Linked DNA regions of Zea mays: region 1 is linked to region 2. The links are chromatin contacts, called in public Hi-C maps. All regions are on one chromosome and are shown on one strand. Each heading gives the region's core, a stretch centred on a gene start, on an enhancer-like site or on the middle of the called end of the contact. The rest is flanking DNA. Distances are from core to core; before and after follow the strand shown.

What was found. A called contact is a pair of places that touch in the nucleus more often than the background predicts.
Region 1: a Hi-C map of leaf shows a contact between it and region 2, with 7 times the contacts expected there. The contact joins the promoter of LOC100284679 here to the enhancer-like site in region 2. A contact is called at or near these places in 10 of 25 Hi-C or Micro-C datasets (bundle sheath, ear, leaf and 3 more) and 1 of 3 datasets of contacts at active chromatin or transcription factors (leaf).

What each region holds. Positions count from the first base shown.
Region 1 is chr5:36,723,767-36,729,534 of Zm-B73-REFERENCE-NAM-5.0, forward strand. It overlaps LOC100284679 (oxidoreductase), which reads right to left and starts at 2,227. Exons shown (of 2, transcript NM_001157574.2): 1 at 1,572-2,227; 2 at 1-715. The coding sequence starts at 2,066. The coding sequence ends at 98.
Region 2 is chr5:36,565,425-36,571,730 of Zm-B73-REFERENCE-NAM-5.0, forward strand. No RefSeq gene overlaps it. Among protein-coding and RNA genes, the nearest start is that of LOC103626228, 69 kb to the left of the region's middle. Within about 2 kb of position 4,062, at least 16 of the 20 cell types and tissues checked have an H3K27ac peak or open chromatin away from gene starts, as enhancers often do. A contact at or near this core is called in bundle sheath, ear, leaf and 2 more, where this site is marked.

The DNA.
Region 1 (5,768 bases), core at 977-3,476, 160 kb after region 2:
GACAGTATTACAATTACTACCTTCATTTGCGCGACAGCAAATACGAGTAGAAGCCATTAAGTACAAACCTAGCACAAGGAGCTGGCATTTGTTGTATTTAGCTGGCAACCTCAACTGGTTCAGATCCCTTGTCAATAGAAGCTTTCACGGCATCCAGTACCACCTGCGTCTTCCGGGTGATAGCCGGCCACTTACCCTCAGGCCTGCCACCGGCGCGGACGTTCTGCACAAGCCTTGTGAATTCCTGGATCATGAGTGCCTCCTGTGGCAGATCAGTAGTAACAACATGCTTCTCTGGCAATGGATCCCATCCGATGGTGGGTTTGACGAAGCTTGACTTCGAGGCCACACTGAACTCCGCAGAGCTCTCTTCGTACGGAATGACCAGGTCAGTGACATGGAGAGTGCCGTTTGTGCCATAGACGGTCACGTCAAAGGCGAGGTTAGCAAGAAACGAGCAGTTGAAGTTTGCAGTCTTGCCATCTGCCCAGTACAAGGTCGCACCGCAAGCAAGGAGCACGCCAGCCTGGTTCTTGACAGGATGGCGGTGAGCGATCACGGTCTCAGGCAGCTCATAGTCAACAGCCCACAGGATTGAGCGGATGCAGTACCATCCAACATCACCGAGGACACCCAAGGCGTCAAGGTCTGGCTTTACCCTGATGTCATTCTTGAGGAATTCCTCGGATGCCCGAAAGCTGCACATACTGTTTATCTGTAGTGGAGAAAGAAAAAGGCATGGCCTTAATTAGCCAATAAAGTTCTGCCAGTTGTCCATATGCAGTGGAAACAAACATTTCATCATTCTTTAGTACATTATTAAGGCTATGAAGAACACATTAACCTACAGCATTCCATATGCACTTCCTGAATCACATACTACAATACTAGTATGTGCAGAACCACAATGTCTATGCTTGTTTTCAGTGGTTCTGGAAAAAAAATCTGTGTTGAAAAACCAAGAATCATATTGATGTTACTATTTTTTTTCTGGGTCAATTTGAGCTGGAATGATATAGCCAAACTTCAAGAGTTTCAATGGAATAGATCAAGAATCACATTGCAAAATCAGATCAAGTCAAATCATGCAATTGAAACTTTGTGAAAAAGTTCAAAGTGAACAGCTATAACAGAACAAAATGTCTTCCAGAGTTTCAATGGATCGTTATGAAAGATGGTGATTCATTTTGTGTTAAGAACAATGGTGGTTCATTATGGTAAAAAAGTATATGCTGGTTCAATGAGAAAACTTTCAACCCCAACAAAGTTTGAATATTTCGATTCCTGTCATTATATCACAGGCATCCAAACTAAAAAAACTGCAGTGACACCAAACCCCTGTTCCCACCACTTCTGATAAATACCAGCCACGGAATTAAGGCAAAACAACAATTTTGGTTGATAAGCAAACACTCAGTCACCAAGATGGGAAGAAGAGTCAATCTTTTTTTTCCCTCTCTAGAGATCCATTTCTTGGTCTTTCATACTGGTATAATAAATAAGGAAAAGGATCTAGGCATTTCCAGATTCCACCGAACATCAGCAACGAAAAAGCCATTCCAAGATCTCACCACTCTGACGTCGCCAAAGGCGTCCTTGTCGCTGACGATCTCCCGCATCTTGGCGGTGCGCGGGTTGTGGATCCACATGGTGGTGTCCATGAACTGGACCCCGGAGGCGTCGCAGGCGCCGAGGATGGCGTCGAGTTCGGCAGTGCAGAGCGCGGTGGGCTTCTCGAGGAGCAGGTGCTTGCCACGCGCAGCGACGGCTGTGGCCCAGGGCACGTGGAGACTGGTGGGGAGCGGGAGGTACACGGCCTCCACGTCCGGGTCCTCTAGGAGAGACTCGTAGGACCCGTGGACGCGCGCCGCGGGGAAGCCGATTTCGGAGATGAAGCGGCGGGCCTTGTCATCGGAGCGACTGCCTACGGCGGCGATGGTGGCGGCGCCCGGAGGGAGCATCAGCATTGCGCGCGAGATCTTACGCGCAATGTCAGCGCATCCCAGGACGCCGAAGCGCACCGCGCGCGGCGGCGGCGGCTGCACCGGCGCTGCAGGGGACGACATTGGCGGCGGCGTCGTTGGTTGGCCTCGGTTCCGACCGGTGTGTGGAGTGATGGATCGCCTGCGTCAGTTATTTGTTGTGTGTGGTAGTTCAGCTTTCGGGTTCAGGATAATCATGTCAGGGCTCCAGTGCTCCACATACATACAGGAGGCGGCATGGGGGCGAGGAGGCCCAGGAAGAGCTCACGGCAACAGCCTAGGAACCTGCCATTGCGTAGCCCAGAACAGGTAGAAGGCATGCGATTAGAGCCCACTGGAGATTGAGTAGAAGGCGAGGAGAAAAAAAAACACACACCATGGACTTCACCTTCTTTGCCTCTATGCCCTTGGTACCTGACGCCCAACCAGGCACTGTGCGCCTGTGTGTTACCGTAAAGCCCCAACCCTCTAGTTTTCTATTCAGGCCCGGTTCGTTTGCACAGGAATACACCATAAATTATTCCAGATAATCAAAATTTATATAAATTAGAGAAACAATTTGGATATGAATTGTTCCAGGTCTCCATTCTGAAGTAACCGAACGGCCCCTCAACAAGACCGGTGCAAATGGTTGCTACTTGCTACTATCATCCGATCATGTGGTCTACCAAACGGTCCGCCATAGTGCCAGCATCAGTAGGTACATGCACGCGGTCGACAACGCCATCGATCGGTCGGTAGGATCGCTACCGGCCGCATTGGAGCCACGAGTAGTCGGTATAGATCGGTTAGTATCACCCTCCACGATCCGTAGGCACAGATAGTTGCCACGTGGTGATTTCTGTTTGGTTCGTTCCATTTTTAATTAATTTTTTTAAAAAAATTGAACCTGGTCTATAAATAAAGGAGAACCTTTTGAACTTATACAACCCTCACTTTAAATTTATATATCACCCTACACATTCTTCTTTTGCAGTCATTTCGTTTGAAACAACCGTTGTCTCGATGTCTTCGTCTGTCTCCGACCTCAACATGATTGAAGAAAGAATTCTTCGAGTTGTTATCGAAAGAATAATGCAGCGGAGGCAACAAAGCTTGACACTTAGTCTTCCATGTCTAGCAGGCGACCGAAGCGACGTCGTAGGTACATCGACCGAAACTATGAAGCTACCCACGAGGCCATGACCGGTTGATGCACGACTACTTCACCGACCCATGCGTTTATCCATCGCTCTACTTTCGTCGAAGTTACTGCATCAAAGAAGCCTCTTCCTTCACATCTTGGAGAGGTTGGATGAGCACTCCTACTTCACTCATTGAACCAACACAGTCAACCGCAACAGATTCTCCCCCCATTAGAAATGCATAGCTAACCTACTTATGTTTGCATACGGTAGCGTTGCTGACTCCATCGATGAGTACATCAAAATGGGGAAAAGCTCTACCTTATAGTGTTTCAAACTTTTTTGTAGAGTTGTTATCGAATATTTTGGGCCGCAGTACATATGTCGTCCCACTGTTGATGACATTACGCGTCTATTAGTTTAGGGGGAAGGGGGTTTTCTAATATGATAGGGAGTATAGATTTTATGCATTGAAAGTGGAGGAATTGTCCCATTGGATCGAGAGGACAGTTCACAAGAGGGGACACTGGATCTCCGACTATCATGCTCAAGGTTGTTGCAAGTATGACTTGTGGATCTGACATGCTTTTTTGGGTGGCAAGATCAAACAATGATGTGAATGTGGTCAAGCAATCACCGTTGTTCACTAACGTGCTTAAAGGTGGAAGCACCAAATGTGAACTTCACAATGAGTGGTCATAGAGTACAACTAGGGACACTACCTAACTAGTGGCATATACCCTTGGTGATCGGTGTTAGTGAAGACCATTCCACTCCCACAGACTCCAAAGTAGCAAAAGTTTGTTGTGTGCTAGGAGGGGCATGGAAGGACGTGGAGAGAGCATTTGGGGTGCTCAACACTCAATTTCATATTGCCCCTCACATGGAAGGACGTGGAGGGCACGATGGGTTACCACAGTCTTTACCGCCCCCTCGGGCGCCAAGTACAAGTATGTTGTTCGCCTCAACTTCACCTTAGACTCCGACAAATGCACCAACAACATAGCAGAGTCTGAAAGTCGTTATTCTTGGCCTTCGCAAGCTCAGAGCCCTTAGAGTCAGAACCTGCATAGTGAAGACCGACTCGAAGATTGTGGTTGTTCAAGTAGAAAAGGAATGTACTGCCTAGAGCCAGTGTTGCTTCAGTATCTGACAGACATGTGAAGCCTTGAAAAATAGTTTTGCGGCCTCACAATCACATCAAGCAGGGAAAAATGAAGAGGTTGATATGTTGATGAAAACAGTAACAAGAGGTGAGCCCCTACCATCAGTTGTATTCTACGAGGTCACAGAAATACCCTTTATCGGGCAACCAAACGAAGGCCACAAGACAGTCATCATCATAATGCACAAAGGCTGGAGGGCGCCAATAATGTTATATTTGCAAGGGCATTACAACCCTATCAATAAGTTTGAAGCATCCAGACTCAAGTACAGAAGTCACGACTACACAATAATCTATGGAAACCTGTACAAGAAAGGCATCAGTTAGTGAAAGGGACATGGGCTTTTAGACATTTCTATATTGGTTTTGGTGTTTAATTATCATCACAATCTTATGGACTAACTATTTGCTAACTATATGAATGCAGGTTCATAAGATTGAAATTGAAGAATTCAGTATGAACAATAGTTTCAAAGAAGGCTAGAACGACCCAATTTGGAAAAGATGAACTATGAGTGGTTCATATGTTTGGATAAGTTCTAAATGCCATTAGGAATATATTTGAGTACCTTAGGAATATATTTGTACTGATGGTTTTCTTAATGAACCACCAATAGAAATCATTTTAAATTATTTTTTTGAGTTTTCAAATGACCTCATATGAAAAAACAACCAAAATAAAAGTTGTAGATCTTTAAAAGTTATAAAACTTTATAGTTGACAACCTTTTCATTTGAAATCATTTGTGCTCTCAAAATTACATATGAATTTGTCAAAGTTAAAATGCAAATTTTGCAAACGTCTTCGGATGGATTAAGTACAGTAGAACTTAAAATGGTATTCAACTTGGTAGTTAACATTTTTTTGTTTGAATTCGTTTACGGCCTCAAACAATTAATTTATATTCTATTTGTTATAATATATGGGCAATAAAACTGCAATCTAGATACAAGTAAGTGATGGGTGGAGTGGTAGATGTTGCTACACACGAGAGTGAGGTCAAGGGTGTGATTGCCACTAGCCATGTGGCGCACGACAATGACGTGACCTGCTGTTTTTAAAATGCCCTCAATAATTAAAATAATTTATTTTATTGTTTTTAAAACTCGGTTTATAGTTTCTAAAAAATTCTACTAGTGGTTGCCTTGAATCAACTGCCAGTGAAAACCGATTTCCACTAGCGGTTATCTTATCTCAACCGCTAGCCGCTAGTGGAAACCGATTTCCACTAGCGGTTCTCAATTAACCGTATTTGATAAGAAACATTTCTACTAACTCCTACCACTTGCTGTTCCTAAAAAACAATAGTGATAATACGTTACAACCCGCATTTATAGACTTCTTTGTGCTTGTCTCTTTCTCTGTTATCCTTTTGTCTTGGAGCCCATATAATGGTCGACTCTTACATAAGGGCTCACTTCTCTTATATTTTTATGTCTCTCTCATCCACATAAACAAAAATGTCCTATAAGCTGGCTTAGAGTCCATTAATGTACT
Region 2 (6,306 bases), core at 2,812-5,311:
GCTTGCTACGCCATCAACTGACTCTACCTTCACCGAATCCTCAAGAAAATATCATACAAACTCCTCACCAGTAAAAGCCCAATGTTTCATACTTTAGAATCTTTGGGAGTAAATGCTTTATTCTTGTTTAAAGAGGTAGAATTCAAAATTTGCTCCTAAAGTAGTAGAAGATTTTTTACTTGATTATGACTCAAACACAAGGGTATATCGAGTCTTCATCAAGTCCACTGGATTAGTTGAAGTTCTGTGTGACGTTGTGTTTGATGAGACTAATGTCCCTCAAGAGAAAGTTGATCTTGATGAGCTAGATGATGAGGACGCTCCATGCACTGTGCTAAGGAACATGTCCAATTGAGATGTGTGCCTACAAGTGCCAGAGGAGCCTACACAAGTGCAAGATCAACCTTCATCTTCCACACAAGCATATCCTCCAACTAAAGAAGAGCAAGCTCAGGATGATGGTGATCAAGTTCAAGACAATGAGAAAACTCAAGATGGTGGCATGGATCAAAGGGGAGATGAAGAAGAACAAGAAAAGGAGGATGAAGAAGAGATTCAAGCTGTAAGACCACCACACCCAAGGGTCCACCAAGCAACTAAAAGAGACCACCCTATCGACTCAATTCTCGGTGATATTCCATTTCTTTGTGTCAAGGTCCTTGCGAGACTTGGTGCCCTCGGTAAAGAGAAGGAAACTCGATCGGTCTCCTTTACCATTTGAGAGAGGGAAAGAGTTTAAAGAGACCTATCCTTCGTGGACTCCTCAACAGGGTGTAGGTTCTTTGGAACCGAACCTCAGGAAACAAATCACCTATGTTCTTTATATTTGATCCTCATTTGTGATTTGATTCTTCCTCTCCCCTCTCTCTTGGTCTTGCTTGTACAATTAATTCTATATCAGTTTAAGCAACTCTAGCAAAAAGAACACCTCTTCCATACATGCTCCGATTATTTCTATTCTCGTTCTAACACCTAACCGGGGTCGAAGTTTGTGTTAAAAGTTGTAAATTTCAGAATTCTCTTATTCATCCCCCTCTAGGCGACTTTCACTTATAGCTAATTTGATCAATCATATAATATATATGAAACCTTTGTATTTGTTTTGCATGGAAGGAAGCTATGTGCAAAAAAATGGACTCTTAATAATGGCATCGAGGCTTCTCAATTTTGTAGTTTATTCGTTCAGATTTTCCTATTATCCTTCAAAGATGTTGTCTAAATCCCTGGAAAAAGATGTTTGGCCTAAAAAGATGATGTCAAAAACTACCACAAAAGAACTGTGACACAACAATAATTCTTGGACAGATTTACAGTATATTGACCGAATATTAATCACCACTCATTTGAATATAGACATAAAAACTGTCGGTGGGGAAATCCACCGGCCGGGTGGCGGAACGCACCCGCCCTAATCCTAAGATGAGGAGGGGGCCTAAGCAGTTGTTTGTCTGGTGAATTCGGGATGAACACGAGAGGACACGAGGGATTATAGTGGTTCAGGCCGCCGGAGCGTAATACCCTACCTCTACTGTGTGTAAGTTGTATTGAGTATGTGTGAGCATGTCTGTCCCTTGTAACGTTGTGTGCCTTCCCTTTTATAGTTTAAGGGAGGCACATACAAGGATGTTGAGCCCCGACATGCGGGCCCAGGTGCATAAGGGAAGAAATACATTATGTGAATAACTAATGCTGACAGAGTAACACATGAGTAATAAGCGAGAGTCATGATGACTGCAGTCCATGCAGCATTGATGGGTAGTAACCCTTGGTAACGCGGGAGTAATGGTGAGTAACTGCACGGCCCACGTATCGTGGACTGACCACGCCGCCTGTCAGTGGAATGGACAGGCGCACGTCTTATCCGTAATGAATGCGAAGGCGCGCGTAGCCCAGAGGCGTCATGCCAGGTTCCGCCCGTTGGCTTATGCCGCGCGCAGTATGCCACGTGGCAGTATCGGGTCTCCGCCTGAACGGGGAGCAGGAGTGTATGCGAATAGGTCCAGATCACACCAGACCAGGTCTGGACACGTGTCAGCTCCGGACCCCCGCCTGGGCCCTAATTAAGGCCCGGGTGTGTTCTGTCCTGGGACCTTGGGACCCTACTGTGGGCGGCCCGGACCCCATAGGGGGGGGGGTCCGGATCCCATTCTAGGGGTCCGGTCCGTACACGTGGGGGTCTTGGACCAACTTGGAGGTCCGGACTGTATATCCAGGGGTCCCGCACTTTCCCATGGGGTCCGGACTCACTGTTGATGCCTTGGAGTATCTCACTTTCTCTGGACACATGGCGGCCCTGGAGCCGCCCACGTGGAGGGGTCAGGTGCTGTTGCTGGCCCAGAGTAGTCGCCCAAGGCTGGGGCGAGTCATGACCTGGTCCCATGTACAGCTCCTTTACCACGCGATTAAAGATAGCCGCGTGAATATTGCGTCTTGATACAGTAGTAAGGGGTACCCTAATTTCAGTGTACCGGCAAAAACCAATAGCTAAAACAACTACTATTTCAGAACAGAGGGAATACTAATCATAATACAACATCACTGTAGGATGTGAAAGCATATGTTTGAACATGAAAGAGATTGTTCAAGACTCTGATAGCTCCTAAATATATAACACTCAACGTAAGCTGCTAAGGTGAGTTTTAAATCGTGTCAAACACTACAATTTGATACAGAATGTATTCTCTGCGAGATTGTTTACAAAATAATCAAAATTGAATATAAAAATAATTGAATTTAGAGCAAACATTTGAGAATCTAACGGATTTAAATAAAAAAACTTATCAACAATAAACATGTAGCTAATGTTAGCCATTATAAATTTTGTATTAACTATGTGAATATTTGAGATCGTTTAGTAATTCAAAATTTTAAATTTCAAAATTTATAAACTTAAAACATACATTTGGGACTATAAACGACTTAAACTCAAACAAACATTCAACTACAATGGAGTGTATTAAGAACTATAACTTTCATATAGTCCATACCTACAACCGAGATTGTTTGATAATTTTAAATTTCAAATTTTAAAATCTATGGATTTATAGCAATATTTTGGTAACAGTTTGAATTCAAAATATTTTCAACTGCAATGTTGTAAATCATGTTGAAAGTTACAATTTTTATATAAAATTTATCTTTATCTGAATCCATATGAAAAAAGTTATGAATTATTTTTGGATGCCACTACTTATAGAGGTGAATATCTTACAACGTGTTTGGTTTAAGGGATGAGTTAGTTTATCATCTTCTCACTTTCTTATTTGGTTTGTGAAATGGAATGAGTTGATACATCACCATTTCATTTCTCATAGGATAATAATTAGAAATAACATTAGAAATGAGTTCATTACACCAAATTTATCTAGAATGGATTGATTTTTTAAAACAAACACCCATTAAGACTTTCGCCTTCATAAAATGATTTTATGTGCGAAGACTTTAGAATGACAGTCTCCAAAAACCATAAGTTAACAGAGATGATCATAAAATGTTCGCCTCTAAGAATTTAATTTTTTAAGGCAATCATATTAGGCACCTGTTTTTATAAATGGTTTTTGGAAACAAATATTTTATTAGATCCCGTTTAAATGTTTACGGAGACGGTCACATTTAAAATTGTGCATTGACTCAGCGCCATTTAAATTATGTGCATTGACACTAAAATTATGCACATAACGTTTAAATGTGTGCCTGCCTCCAAAAATAACTTGACAGTGTCTTCTAAAATTGTTTTTCTTGTGGTGTCAATGTACATAACTGCTTGACTCAGCACCATTTAATTAGTTAGGGGGTGTTTGGTTTAAGGTGTGATGGCTACATTTCTCATATTAATATTAACTAACTATGAGAAATGAGGTGGTGATAGATCAACTCATTTCATTGCACAAATCAAACAAAAATAGTAAGTGATGATACTCAAACCAAATACTCCATTAGAGATCCCTCCAAATCTGAAGGGCCCATTTGTTATCGCATTTTCTCACAGTCGAACCTGTACACTTCATGGTGCTGCTGCAGGTAGAGGCCCAGTTTCGTACGTTTCCGAGGCCATGAATCCAGCCGATGGCCCAATACAGCTCAACCATGTCGGCTCTCTTGCTACATGGCCAAGATAGACAGACTGATCGACACGGCGACACGATTCGAAGCAACTTAAATATCCAATGCATACATAGGTCGGTACAAATCCGTGCTAGCTCCAACACCGTGGATACCGACCAGTTCGCATGTGCTATGGCCAGCAGATGGTACAAATGGATGTATAAAACATTGTTATGTGCTTTAGGCTATACTGTTTATAAATTGAAGTTTAAAATGAAAAAAAAAAGATGATTAAATTGTTAGAGATAGCTTAACATATAGATGGGCATGTGCCATTGAAGTAAACAAGGTAGTCAATGTCCACGTACTTGCTACTGTCAGTGAACCTATTTTCACTGTCGCCTCCACTCACACCCTCGTGACAATGAGAATTGGGATGTCGTTGTAACTATCCATGAGTTTCATATCAAAGAACTCCATCCCGACACATACATTGAGCGTGACCACCGCCGACATGGTTAGCGGAGCGACACCACCAGTCCACCACCGTTCCCTGAACTACCGTATTTTTGCATTTTGGCCCTTTTTGGAAAAAGTTGTTCACAAATACGCCCTTTTCGGTTTTATTTCAGGAAATTGACCTTTATCTCGGCGCCATCATTATAAGCGTCGAGGTTGCACGTCTTGACGCCAACAATGATGCTGCCGAGGTCTCAGTTCGCTGCGTTGAGCTGGCGCCCACGTGGCCGGCTCTAAAGTATAAATTGCTCCCCTTACGACATTTGGTGGACGACCTAGATTAATTATGCCCTTAACGGCAATGACATCATCGCCATGGCAACCTAGCTCCTCCCTAACCTTTGCAACCAACTCACTGAAGGAAGGTCTATCAATGAATAACACGAGCATGCTTTGCGTATCAATGAACTCAGCATATCCACAGTGATCTCTTTCCATGATGCCTCCATGGTATATGGTCACTAGGTTGTCCATATATTTGAAACACGAAATCAAAATTCAATAACCAATTAAGATGGTATGTGCCTAACCCCATGTACTAATGTCTAACTAATTACTAATTAGTGACCCCATTTAACTAGGTTAAGTGATCTATGACAATGATACAAAAAAGGGGTTATATCTAAGGTTGTGGTGGAGTCGGATGGTCTCCTCTCTACAACAAAGGAACATAAGATTGTCAATACAAAATTTCGGCAACACTTGCCATGCATGGTGAGTGCTGGTCACTCATTTTTGGCTCCTGAAGGATATAAAAAACAAGGCAACACAAATGAATCAACCCATTACCTCACCCTTTAAATAACTCTTCATAAAGGGATCAATTAAAGGGAGAAGGTAAGAAACATAAACTAGTAACAACAAGAGCAAAACATGAAACATAGAAGATGAAACAAATTACTCATCTTGTTATGTTATTACTTTGCTTCGCTCTTTACAATATGACAAATAATTACAAATATACCTTTGGCTTTACAAACAATAATGCAAAGGTGAGGAAAGAACATGACTATGTAGGCAGAATGAATCGATTTTCTTGAGCCAAAAAGGCTAATTGTATGCACACAACTGTGTCGCTATTTATAATCATGGGGTACAACTTCGACAAATTTACAATCGTGTCCTCAATCATATACATATGAGCTACAAAGCTAATTTAGGGTATTGTTGTCTTTTCCTTTTGTAGTCTTGCTAAACAAGTCTTGAACATCTTGCCTCGCTCCTGCTGGCACCTTTTATTACACATGGAAGCCACCAAAGTGAACATCGTAGCTTCATCTCTACGTCTACGACAGCTGCACGATATCTCATACGAAGGTGTCCTTCGACATTTCACCCTGTCCTACCTGAAACAAACTCATGATTTAATGTTTTTAGGACCTTCGGTTAATGAGGACCCTCAACAATAGCCCCTCGCAGAATTAGTTCGTTTTTCATAACGAGCTCAGACCACGAAAATAATATAGTCCTCAAGCCGAACGTCCAAAAAACACCTTCCTTGAACACGTTATTAAAAATGGAATAAAATAAGTTATAATGGTATGTAAGACAGCGGACGAGAGCAGTGTGATTCCTCGGCTCCCAAGCCTACCAATCTATATAAGTTGAATGGCTCCATGCAACTACCACTTCATTTACTACTTGTACCAACCTTCTACCACCAAATTTCATGCATCCGAAGGTTTTTCCGCTTCCCCGATTGTTTTTGTGAACTTCGGCTCAATCACCCATGGCCAGAATCCA